Linked DNA regions of Mus musculus: region 2 is linked to region 1. The links are chromatin contacts, called in public HiChIP or PLAC-seq maps. All regions are on one chromosome and are shown on one strand. Each heading gives the region's core, a stretch centred on a gene start, on an enhancer-like site or on the middle of the called end of the contact. The rest is flanking DNA. Distances are from core to core; before and after follow the strand shown. Region 1 has its middle 260 kb from the start of Gm52008. Region 2 has its middle 29 kb from the start of 4930465M20Rik.

The links. HiChIP or PLAC-seq counts read pairs in DNA pulled down with a chosen protein or histone mark.
Region 2: an H3K4me3 HiChIP or PLAC-seq map of the SCID.adh cell line shows a contact between it and region 1, with 4 times the contacts expected there. The contact joins two enhancer-like sites. A contact is called at or near these places in 2 of 115 datasets of contacts at active chromatin or transcription factors (the SCID.adh cell line and double positive thymocytes).

What each region holds. Positions count from the first base shown.
Region 1 is chr12:107,372,018-107,378,675 of GRCm38.p6, forward strand. No RefSeq gene overlaps it. Among named protein-coding and RNA genes, the nearest start is that of Gm52008, 260 kb to the left of the region's middle. Within about 2 kb of position 3,499, at least 6 of the 459 cell types and tissues checked have an H3K27ac peak or open chromatin away from gene starts, as enhancers often do. A contact at or near this core is called in the SCID.adh cell line, where this site is marked.
Region 2 is chr12:107,760,901-107,767,558 of GRCm38.p6, forward strand. No RefSeq gene overlaps it. Among named protein-coding and RNA genes, the nearest start is that of 4930465M20Rik, 29 kb to the left of the region's middle. Within about 2 kb of position 3,476, at least 7 of the 459 cell types and tissues checked have an H3K27ac peak or open chromatin away from gene starts, as enhancers often do. A contact at or near this core is called in the SCID.adh cell line, where this site is marked.

The DNA.
Region 1 (6,658 bases), core at 2,249-4,748:
GTGCCTCCCTCTTGAACTGATGTGGACATGCAGGGAACTTGCGAGTAACTGCTCATGGGGGTGACAAGGTGCAGAGGCCATTAGCAGGGAGTCCCTGGCTTCTTCCAAAGGAGCAAGAAAATAATGTGGCCAGAGGAATCCTACAATCACACATATACTTCAGTCTCCGGAGAGTGGCTGCCTTGTTGGCTGCCCCTCGAGGAAAAGCCTGGCTAGAGAACAGTTCCTCCTCTCTGCTCTTTCAGCTGACACGGCCCTTATTTAAAGTGACACCAATCCCACTCACTGTCTTTAGAGATGATTGAAAAATAAAAAGAGAGGGAGAAAGAAAGAAAACAGCTTGTTTTACTTTTATGCTTCAAATCCTCCTAATCCGTTCTCTTGGCTTGGAGTGCCGTTGGAACACAGAGGGTGCGGCATGGTGCCTGCCTCTGTCAACCACATGCCAGCACACATGCCAGCCCGGGGCTCTGGTCTTGCTTCCGGAAAGAGACACACACACTCACACACACACAACCCCTCCCTGAGCCAGGGGGCCTCTTAGGAACATCCAAGTCCCTCCCTTAGCTTTTAGCTCCTGCCTCCGAGATCTCTGTTCTCTGTGTCAATTGTGTGTTGATGGGAAATTTTGGAATTACCTCCTTGGCTCCTCTGCCTTTTCCCATGGTGGGCTGGTGACCCAGCTCTTAGCCTTAATTCCTCAAAGGACAAGCTCTCAGCCTTTGACAGGAAGCCAAGGAAGAAGGGTTCTATAGATGAGGCAGGTGAGTTGCAGCACCTTATCCAACTAGTTGTTTCTAACCTCACAGACACTCCATCCTGGGCACCTTCAATGCCCAGGGGTGGATGTGCCCACTATTTAACAGAAGCAGAGTCAAGAAAGAGCCTGACCCCGGACACCCAACTGACAAATCTGCTAAGTCCTCTCTACTTGACCCTCTTCATCTGGGTACTGAGAGCCTGGCTAGCAGCCGACTGGAAACACGTGTTTTCTCTAGGCTCCTGCACCATTTCAGGCTGACTCATTTAATCCCTGAAGATTTGTCATCGCTGCCCCCCTATTATAGAGGTAGAGACACAGAGGCACAGGTACCTTGGTTAATCTTGCTGCAAGGATGCAAGTAGGCTAATGGATCAAAGAACTTGATGCAGGTGAATCCAGGGTAGCTGGTACCAGGATCCAAAGTCAGGAGGTCCAAAGTCACCCTTCACTACCACAACAGTATGCTGCAGATGGTGGGTTTCAGGGGACACTGGGAAGTATATGAGGGCTTCCTACATTCCATGAAATTGACAGCACCAAGTTCAGGGTAGAGAAGAGGCGGCTTGGTGTGTCTGCATCTCTCCAACAAGTCGATTTGAACAGAATGACCAGTGGATGGGACCTTGGAGCTGATGTGTCCATCATTCTTTGCTAAGCCACTGTTTACTAAGGTGATCATACGATGGATGTGTGGTCCTAGTCCTGTATGGATTTCAGCTCAAATGATAGGGAGTTTAATAGGATGGCACTCATTAAGAACAAATACAACTCTATATAATCTATAGGCTATCTGTCAGATATAAATGTATAATTGCAGCAATTTTGAAAGCCTGCAGAAGAGAAGATGAGAAGTCATAAGGCAGGAGGATTCACTTCAGAGATTTGAGCTTCTGGGTGACACACCAGCTTCCTCACAAATGCCTGTCTCCCAGTCTCTGAGGACACAGAGGCAGAGGGGCTGCTAATGTTTACTGGCTTGCAGTATCGCTGAGATGTTCAGGAAGACGCCCAGGTTCAGAAAGAGATCTTTCCTCAATGCAAAAAGTGGAGAGTGTGGAAAAGATACACTCTTCTGGCTTCTGTGTGTGCATGTGTGCGTGCACACACACACACACACACACACACACACACACACACACACACACACGTAGCAAAGAATGAATCTTTTTAAAAAATTAAAGACAAGACAGGTTTCTTTGATACCACCATAGTGGCTTCCCCAGAGCACTGTAGACACAGTGTGTACTTCAAGGTAGTTGTAGCCTATCCTGACCCTGTAACGTCTCAGAAATACATGCCTGTGTGTGATATATAGGATTTATTATTTTATAGAGCTAGTTTATGATATCCTAAGGATTAATAAATGCTAATAAATCTCTTAAAAAATCCAGCTGAAGTCTATGAAAATGTTGACAGGGTATAAGTAAAGAAACCATTTAATTATCTCCACCAACTAATAAAACTAATCTGAGTTTTATTCTCACATGGACTCTGATGGGAGAAATTATCTCATGTTTAATGAAGCTAATGGGAGGCTCCTTCTCCTACTAATTTTGTTCCTGCCTAGGTTGTGGCAGTAATCTCCACAGCCTTGCCCCGTGCTTATTTGTAAGCACATCTCCCTACTATATCCCTTCTCCATGAGGCTGTGGGGAAGCTGAGAACTCATTTAAAGAAGGAGAGTGGGAGAGACATGAACTGCCGACGAAAATGGAGCTGCTATCACATCGTGCATCTACTACTGGGTATAGGTATGAACTTGGGCAGACCATTTACTCTTTGGAGACCTCAGCTTCCCAAAACCACATGTGGTTTTATATCCACAAAACCAAATCCACTACCCTTAAAAGAGGGTGGTAAGGAGCCAGTCAAATGGTGTAAGAGCGAGGGAGCGAGCCGAAGTGGAAGTAAAATTGTTTGTTTGTTTGTTTGTTTGTTTGTTTGTTTGTTTGTTCTTACTTTTCGTGGATACATAGGTAAATATGAAATTAAAGATGCTGAGAAAAGTACAATTCAGGGCAAGCTAATTTTAGTTAGGGAAGTTGCCTGTGAAGACCCCGGAGTGGGCTTTGGAGCACTGATGAACCCTTTGGAATTATCAGCAACCTATTTACTAGTGAGCCTATGCATGTGTCCTTCATGGCTTTCATTATTGGAAGGACAGCTGGGAAGTACCAAGCATGGGGGAACAAGGTGGTTATGGGTTGAGTCAGTAAGATCTTCCTTCAAGTTCAAACTTCCCCAGTGTATGGGCTGTAAAGAGCAGCTGCAGTTTCTTTCTTAGGGACACATTCTTCTCTGGGCCAGTAAATTCCTGACTGATCTGGGTTGGCAGATAACCTCTCTGCAGTTGGCTTTGACATGGGACACTGTAGTATGCCTGACATCCCTTCCTGACAGCCTGAAGTCCCTGAGGTATCATAGCTCCTAAATAAATTTATCTGACTCTCCTCCTTCTCTTTCTCTTTGCTTCCTCCTCTTCCTCCTGCTCCTCTTCTTCCTCCATCTCTCCTTCTGTTCACAGGATTTGGTCTCTGTAAATACCCTGCATCCTAGACTTAACTTCTGGAAGCCCTGGCCTGTGAAAGAAAAGCAGGACTGGGGAAATCCAAATATAGATGAAAACAGAAGTTTCTGGAAGAATTCCAGGAAGGCAAGAACCATTATCAGGGTCAAATGTAGCAGAAAGGTCAAGACAAGGGCAGATGTCATTCAGGAAACTAGCACTTAGCTTGTGAAAGCCTTGAAAACCACAGGTTTGCAGGACCAGTAGTCAAGCTCTGAGGTAGACATTTGATAAGTCACTGAGGTAGAAGGAAGGGGAAGCAGCTATCAGAACCTTTCTTTGGAGAGAAGAATGCTAGAGGAGGGGTGGGCCAGTCACAGGGTCAAGAGGAGATCTGAGCATGTTGATCACCCACAGAGATAATTTTCAAAAAGTTGTTTATTACAAACCACATCTTCCCTCTTAGAGGAATGTCTGAAAAGCTTTGGCAAGAGCATACCGTCAAATCTCCCTCAAGTTATTAAGTCAAGCCGTGGGCTTTCAGAACATAGGAAGTTCAAAAGGCTGTCAGGTTAGAGCCAGACAGCTAGGAATGTGCATGCCCCTCAGAGGAGGTGCATATCCATTAAGGTGTATCAGGTAGCCCTTATCAGAGAGCCTCATCAGCCAGCCAAAGGACAGGTTACTGTGTGTGCCAGGTCAGAATTGGCCCCTCCAAAGTTAACTGAAAGCAGTGGGCCCAACCCTCCTTTAAGCCCTTTGTTCAAGCCAAGCAAAGGACACAGTACTTAGGGCAGAAAACAGAAGCAAAAGAAGATTCCAGATGCTAATGGGGCCACTAGTAGTTCATCCTGAACCTATGTTTTGTCTGTCACTAGGAACAGCAGCCTTTTAGAAGATATGACTCAGCCCTGTCAGGAGGAAGCTTAGTTGGAACAGATATGCCATTCTCTCATGGTGTCTTTAATACATCTGAGACACATCAGAATGTTCTAGATAGTGCCAAGCCAAAGAGTTATGGGAGAATGCAAGATTCCCAATGTTATACATAATATACAAAAGGTCAGACACACACTTAGCCTGTCTTTCCTGGGGGAATCTCCATTTCATCTACAAAGGGCTGGCATCACAAATAGAGCAACATCTGTGTTCTTTTTTTTTCTCATTTCCCTCACCTTCCACCCAAGTTGGCTTCCGGCCACCATCTTGTTTCTTCCTTCTCAAATGGTATCCTAATTACTTTCCATATTCTACATAAAAAAAACAAACAAACACTGAAATACACATATCAGTCCTTTTCAAATCAGTTCTCTTTTCCCCAGTCCTCCCATTTGTATTTGATGGAGTGATAGGCTTTGGAATTGGGCAAGTCTTATCTAGGTATCAACAGAAGAAACTGAGGAAAATTATCTTATCTTCCAGAACTTTTATTTTGTAGGTCTTGGCTCTGAATTGAAACATTCTTTCCTGGAAAAAAGAAAAGAAAAGTGGGAACCTGGAAGTACACAAAACACACAAGTCTCAGGAAGTCCCTGAAACCTACCAAATTCTGCAAGCCTTTCCAGAAGCATTAACAATTGCTGGAGAGAGGAGACTCTGACCGAACTGCTCCATGTTCTCTCAGGCTGTGCAGCATTCTCCAGTGACTGAAGTTTGAGCAATTCATCATCCATCTGGGATGCAGCCATTCTTGAGTCATCCACACTCCTGCAAAAACCTCTCCACCATGCTCTGTAGGTAAGCCCTACAGAACTCACTTGTTCATCAAGTTGAACCATAGAAGAATTATTTCTTTGGTCTGTTGCTGATTCCTAGGCTGAACAGTTATTTGTCTCCCAGGGCAGTTGGAAAAATTATAGGAAGGCAATTTCCTCATGCAAATGTTTTATGATTGGCAATGACATCTTTTGAGTATCTGGGACAAATATTTAATTTTTGAAACTTTCCTGTTGAAACAAACAGTTTGATAACTTTCAGGAGAACTAACTGTGGCAGTAGTGGAGGGGACTATCTAGGCTTTGGGAATTTATAAATTATTTTCATGCTTCTTGCCGACTCAGTGCTCCTTTGAAGTAGAACAACCATGTTACCTGGTTTACAAGTTAAATCACCAAGGCTTCTCAGCTGATAAACTTCCCTCAGCTTTGACTACCTGGACCATCATGGGTTCCAGACAAATATTGCTCCTGAGTTATCTTGAGAAAGTTTCTTTATTCTCTCTTCTCTTCTCTTCTCTTCTCTTCTCTTCTCTTCTCTTCTCTTCTCTTCTCTTCTCTTCTCTTCTCTTCTCTTCTCTTCTCTTCTCTTCTCTTCCTTCCTTTTACCTTTCTTCCTACCTTCCTCACATCTGTTCATCTTTCTTCCTTTTGATTTCTCCTTCCTTCCTTCCTTCCTTTCTTTCTTTCTTTCTTTCTTTCTTTCTTTCTTTCTTTCTTTCTTTCTTTCTTTCTTTCTTTCTTTCTTTCTTTCTGCCTGCCTGCCTGCCTGCCTGTCTGTCTAAAACAGGTCTTATGTATCCTAGGCTGGAGTCAAACTCTTTAAGTCATCAAGAATGATGGCCTTGGACTTCAGATTCTCCTGCTTCTACAGTTATGTTGTGAATCACAGGCATGTTCCACCACACCTGCTATGTGCAGTGCCAGAGGTTGCACCCAGGGCCTCACGCATGCTAGACAAACATTCCTATTTATCTGAACCTTTCTCAATCCCTAGAAAATGCATTTCTCCCTGTGCCCTGTGTGACTACTGCCTCTGCACCATTTCTCCATTATGGTAGAAGAACTGTCACCAATATTCAAGGTTCTGAAGATGGAAGCCTCCTTCCTTTCTAGGCTCCTGACTTAGAATACTCCCAGATCTACTAAAGTACTACAGAATCCAGTAAAATCTAGGGAGTGGAAAGTGTCTAAAGACTACTTCATAGACAGCTTGGCTGATGAACCAGGGTCTTGGTGTCTTGGCAGAATAACGGATGTGAAAAAGCTTCTCCCAAGAGTGCCTTGCCGGGATCCCACAATGGGCACACACTAAACCCACACAGCCCAGGGGCACTGGCTCAGGAGCACACATGGGTTGGATTTGTAATTTATAACATTGGGCCAAGCAATCGAGAAACACTATCATTCAAACTTGTGGAGTAAACCCAAGGAGAGGGTGGTGGAGACAAATGTTTGCTCAGAGGAGACATTTGCCCTCTTTCACTTAGGTCTCATTATTTTACCACAGGGGAACCATCTCAAGAAATTATTATGCTAAATAGTATATTTTAAAAATGAGTCTGGGCAGTTTTGTACTCAATAACAGTTCAAGTTATTCTGAGACCCAAAGTGCTTACCAGAACTTCTTAGCACTGCGAACCTCAAGAGTCACTGACTGTGACACATGAGGGA
Region 2 (6,658 bases), core at 2,226-4,725, 390 kb after region 1:
TGACCACTGAGCCCTGGGGATACTGAGTCATTAGAACCTCTTGATCCACTTACACAGTTCACACTTCCCTTGGTAGAAGCTAAGGGCTCCTTTTCCTTCACCCCACTGCAGCCATCCTAGACCCTAGGGATGCAGAGCCTCCCTGCCCATCACTCCTCCCAGTTGGATGGTCAGCTCTGGTTACCAAGTTCCAGACGGGTTTCTCTGTCTACATGCAGACAGCCACACAGTGTACCACCTAGCAGATGCTTGCTTGGAGCTTGCCTTAACTAATACAAGGCCCTCTCTTTGGGTCTGATGTATATTTGAGATCACAGTCATTCCCCATGTCCCGTGCCCAGCACCACATCCAGCTGCAAGTATGGCTCAGTTGGCATTGACAGCCACCACAGCAGGGACAGGTGGGTATTGCTACAGCAGGACTAAGTAGGTGTTGCTACCTACATTTTGCAAGGTAAAGAAACTCGTTATTGGCACTGAAGAGGTGGCTCAGTGGGTAAAGTACTTGCCTTGCAAGCATGAGGGCCTGAGTTCAGTTCCCAGAACCCACACTTGATAATGGTAAGCCAAGTGTGGTGGTAGCTACTGGGAATCCCAGCAGCCGGGAGTCAGAGGCAAGCGGATCCCTGGGGCTCACTGGCCACCAGCCCAATCTAAGTGAAGAGCCGAGGAATTGTGACAGAAACTGTCATGAGAAGAAATCAAATGATGCCTGAGGGATGACACAAATGAATGACCCATGGCTTCCACATGTATGTGTACACACATCCCTGGACACACATGGACACATACACACACACACACACACACACATACACACACACACACACACACACACTCATATATACACACCACAACTGAAAGAAAGGAGAGAGAGGGAGGAGGGACAAATGGGAAGGTCAGGGGGGAAGGAAGGAAGGAAGGAAGGAAGGAAGGAAGGAAGGAAGGAAGGAAGGAAGGAAGGAAGGAAAGAAGGAAAGAAGGAAAGAAGGAAAGAAGGAAAGAAGGAAAGAAGGAAAGAAGGAAAGAAGGAAAGAAGGAAAGAAGGAAAGAAGGAGCTGTCAGAAGCCATCTCAGGACACAGGCTGGGTTTGAAAACAAGTGTATCTGACTATATGACACTAAACTTCCATGTCAGCCCTTGAGTCCCAAGTCCACGGGCGGCAGCCTAAGGCTCTACATTTTCCAGGTTGGGTGTTGAGAATCCAGAAAAAAGATAGGTATGGAGAGTGGGCTCTCCTTGGCACCGTGGCCCACGAGACAAGACAGGCCCACACTCATTCCCTCTCTCCTGATCCTTTCAAAATGAATCTCTGAGACCTGGGGCCAAGAGGCTCCCCACCAGCAGCCCCAGCCCAGCTCCCTCTGCAAGGGCCTGCTGAGGCCAACCCCGCTCCTCCCAGCTCTGTCTGCTGAGGCCTTGGCCACCAGGAAGCACCTGGCACCGAGACATCCACTAGCTGTGGGGCCTGCCCCACCCTGCAGGACCCAACCTCCCAGTGAGCTGTTTGCAGAAGAGGAGAGAATGAAGATCAAAGCAGCCAGCCCCCTTTCTCCTCTCAGGCTCCATTAGTCCAGATGCAGATGCCAGTCTTGGGATCCAACCACAGGATGATAGAAAGGCCAGCCACCTCTGTGCCTTGGTTTCCCAAACCCCTTCCCAATAGACAGGGGAGTGAGGGAAAGTTTCAGCTATCTTCATTAGAAGAGCACCCTTGGGCTCTGTGATCCTTAATATTGACAACTGGCAGAATCTAGACTCACTAGAAGACAAACCACTGGGAGGATCCCTGCTGGACTTTCTTGATTGAGGTAACTGAAGAGAGGGGGGCCTACTCTAAATGTGAGTGGCACCATCCCTTGGGGTTGGCTTCAAACTGACAGGGAGGAGGAGAAGGCCCCAAGAGCTGCATTCCAAACTGACAGGGTAGGATGGTGGGTGTTCCTGACAGGAAGCCAGGCAGGGGACAACTGAAACCACCAATCTGAAAGACTCAGAGCGGAACCACATCCGGAGAAGCATGGAGACATGTATCTTTCCAACAAAGGCCTGTCTTCAGACTCTGATGGCAAGCTAGCCCTGTGAGTGTGTGCCTCAGACTCCCAGATTGCTTCTTTAAGGGCAGATGGTCTGTGACGCCACAGCTCATGTGCATCATGGGAAGTGGGATATGAGTCAGGCTGTGTGGTAGGAAGATCCTGAAGCAACTAGTCGTGTGGCATCCAAAATCATGAAGCAGAGGGCGGTGAGTCCACTGCTATCCAATTCCCTCTCTACTTACACAGCCCAAGATTCCACCTAGGGAATGGTGCCACCCACAGTGGGCAGGTCTTCTCAGCACAACACAGTCGAGATCACCTCCATAGCCATGACCAAAGGCCTGACTACCAGATGACTCTACTGTTGGTTACACTGATAACAAACACTAGTCATCAAGGGTCCTAACCAGCCTTTCTCCAGCCTAGACCACCCACCAAGGTCTTCTTCCCAACACATATCCCAGCTCACATCCAGCCCCCAACCCCCACCTGAACATCATCTATCACTTCTGGTCCTAAGTCTGATGTCTCCAGCTCTACCAGTCCCCAAGGCCATACCCTCCACACAGAATATGGGGCACTATTGACCCATCAGAGAAGGTTTTATTGATGATTAGAACAGAGGCCCTTGAGAGACTTGTGCCCATGGATGTCTGCCCACTATCCTGCGTACGGATCCACACCCACACACATACAGGAAACATGAAGTAGACTCAGTGGGGTTTTCAAAATCTAAGCACAGGAGATTGGGAAAGAGAAGCAGAGTCGGAGAGAGAGGAGGAAATGAGGAGAAACAAAAGAGGAGTGGAGCTGATCAAAACATGAATGCATGAACTTCTCAAACAGAAAAAAAAAGCCCTTGGCACTGGCTTGGCTCTGCCCAGCTGGGTGATGCTGCTTCTCCATCCAGTTCCCAGGACACCACTCCATCCTTAGAAAAATCATTTCTAAGATTCTGAGAAGTTTCAGATGGCTCAACTTCCAGAAGCAAGAAGTTGGGACCACCTGGACATCACTTGGGGAAGGGCAGGCTAGACGAGCTATACAACTGTTTCTGTGTTAAGCAATGCCAGTGTCTAGATGCCACCTCCACTGGCCACTGGAGCAAGGGAAGATGAAGGCAGCCTAGGGGGTTAAACCATCCATGCCATCAGCAGAATGGAGACTCTGTAGGAACAGATTACTCAACATGGTCTAGACATACCCAGTCAGACTCAGAGCAACAGGAAGATAGGATGTTCTCAAAGGTAAGGCCTACAGAGAGTAATAAAGGGCCTGGAATTCCTGCCCATGTGAGCGCAGGCTCTCCGATCCAATGCTAATCAGATTCTGAGAGGATTCCAAACTCCGGCTTTCTTGTCTTTGGAAAAGCCCAGAAGGTATTGGGCAGAAGCCTACTGAGTCATCCAAACCACGCTCTTCAGCTCTCCCCCACCACACAGCACCCTGAGGAAGTTCGCCCCAAGCTCAGACTTTACACAGATCAAAAAATCTCTGCATTCAGACTCCAAAGAAACACGGGCCGATTACAACATCCATGTCTGTTTCAAGTAAAAATCCCATCTTAGTTTCATGAATCAATGAGTACATGTTTGAATTAACACCAGTATTTATTGAGGTTTAACAAGAGCCCATACCAATGCCTATCTCTCAGCTTTATCTGCATGTCCCTTATAGAGTTATTAAAACCCCAAAATATAATTTTAATAATCAGTGGGATTTTAATTAACACACAATAATGATCCCCATTCAATGGAACGCCTCTGATTCAGAAAGTAATTATTCATTCACGACACTTAATTTGAAGCGTTACCACAGATTTGTATCTCCTAAAGCCACAAGAAGTTTGAGCATAATAGTTCTTGTTAGAACTTATAGAGCAAGTTCACTTCAGAGCAAGACTGGAGACCAGGTTCCAAAGGAGGAGAGAAGATACAGGGAGGACCTGAAACAGGCTGGTGGCACCCTGAGGAAGGAGCAGAATGTGGTCTTAGAAATGATTGTCACCTGGCTGTCACTCAGGACATGGCCCCACACTCTCTCCTGCACGAGTCTCTGGTCCTGTGTCTTAGAACCATTTTAGACAGAGAATTCATTGCCACAAAAAAAGAATGCCCAGAGTCACTTGGAAAGTCACTGGCTCCCTAGACCACCATGTTCTCATCTATCAATCTAGACATCCAGATTGGCCCTGCCTCTCTGTAGACCATCAGGGGGACAGGACTGGGAACAATGAATGGAGGTAAGGCCAACTTAGGCCATCATATGTAAGCACAGACTAGACCAGCTTCAGAGACCCAGAGCAGACTTCGACGTTTTCCAGGCACCCCAGGGAGGAATTGTCTCCTCTTACCATTACCCATCCTGCCATAGCAAGGAGCTTAACGTTTAGTGGCACTCGGTTCAGCACTAACTGAGACATGAGCTATGCTGAGCTAGGGCAGGGCTATACTAAAGTAAGAGAGAGAGGAGTTGCTAACTCTGATACGTTCCCTGGAAACTTGTAGTTAGGGGGCCATCACTCTAGGGTCCACGTTAACAAACACCCAGGTGAACCTACAACAGCCAAACACCAAGGAAAGAAGGCTCCTTCACTTGCACATCCTATATCCACTGATTCATTCCACTTGTGAACTCTGAAATCATGTCCTTATTCTCTGTGGCATAGCGCTCTACCCACCGAACCGTGGTTCTAGCCACATTCTTAAGAGCACTAACCCAAGGCCCTCGGACATGAATTAACCCTTCCCTTCCAAGAGAGGTTCTCTATGGCCTCATTTCCAAGCTGGCAGCTCTCCAATGAGTTAGAGAGCTGTGTCCTGCTTGCTTTCAGAGCTGTGGTGTTCACCTAGGGACAGTTCTGAGCCTAGAGTATCCTGGACTAAGTCTGGGTGCGACTAGCATTTCATAGATAGAAGGCAGCAATGCTGGTGGATATTCCAGGAGGTACTGCCCAACAGCAAGAGAGAGCCTCTTACAGATCTTCCCTGGTTTCAGGAATTAGTGAATCGGGAATGGCAAACATTGGCTCTTCCATGATCCTGTCCAATCAACACCATGTTTAAGGAGCATTTGGGAGTTCCCTGTCCTCCAAGTGAGAAAGTTAAGCCTTTTCATGGGTAAACAACACATCCATGGCAGAGAGGTGGGCACATTCACCCAACCCCTGCTCCATCAGCCATTCTTCCTTTTTTTGTGACTGTCCACCAGCCCAAAGAACCCGACTCTACAAGGAAACCTAAAGCCACCACACATGGCTGGGACCCAGATTGGAAAACAGCAACAAAATAACAGAACACCCACCCAACAAAGGTAATACAAAATATCTATGTCAAGAAACACCACAAACATAACATCAATGCCTAGATCCCAATATAAAGACACAAACATAACAATCAAGACAATATACATTACCCAGAATCCAGCAACCCTATTTTAATAGGCCCCCAGTAAAGCAATTTAGCTGGGACACAAAGCAATGATTTTAAGATATCAATTATTAATATGTTCAAACAGGATATGAATAAATGCCTTAATGAAGACCATAGAAAACACAGTTAAATGAAATAATAAAAACAATTCAAGGCATGAAAACAGAATGTAACAAAGAAAGAGTTGCTAAAGGAATACCTACCAAACTGAAATAAAACTCAAAATGAAAAACTCAGGAAATGTAACAAAAAGTTCAGAGGTAAGACTAACCTTCAGATAAGACAGGAAAGAGAATTTCTAGGTCTTGAAGATAAGGCAAAAAAGGTAGATAATTCAATCAATGAAAATGTTTTTTTAATCTTTAGTCAATCAAAAATAAATAAATACATAAAATATCAAAGTGAAAAACATCTTGAAATCTGGGACACAATGAAAAGACCAAACTTATAAATAATAGGTATAGTGAAAGGAGAATAAACAAAGTCAAGGCACAGAAAATATTTTTAACAAGAGCATAGAAGAAAACATTCCTAGCCTAAAGAAAGGGATGCATATTAAGGTACAGTAAGTATCCAGAACATTAAACAGACAACACAAGAAAAGAAAATATGAAAGCATATGATAATTACATTAAGTGTACAGAACAATAAAAAAAAAGAATATCAAAAGCTGCAAAGGGGAAAAAAACCAAGTCAAATATAACAGCAGACCCATTAGAATAATATCAGACTCTTCAATGGAGACTGAAAGCCAGAAGGGCTCTGAGAGACTTCAGATGGAAGCTCAGACTATTTTACCCAGCAAAACTATCAATCACAATCTCAAGAGAAAGAAAAAAAAAACATTTCTTGATAAAAACAAACTTAAACAATTTCTATCCATCAATGCAGAAGGCCCTGAAAGAAAGTTTTCATTTTAAAAAGAAACTTGACTAGAGAGAACATAGGAAATAAAATCCAGTTCATCAAAAAGGGGAAAACCACAACAAAAAACAGGAGTTAGTAAACACTGATCAATAGAAAACAGCACACCACAACAAAATAATAAGAGTTAGTAAACACTGATTGATATTAACAATCCTAATGATCTCAACTCTCCAATAAAACTACTAACAGGATTAGAAAGCAGGATCCAACTTTCTCTCAAATTACAAAAAAAAAAAAACTATTTCACCATTGAGGTTAGA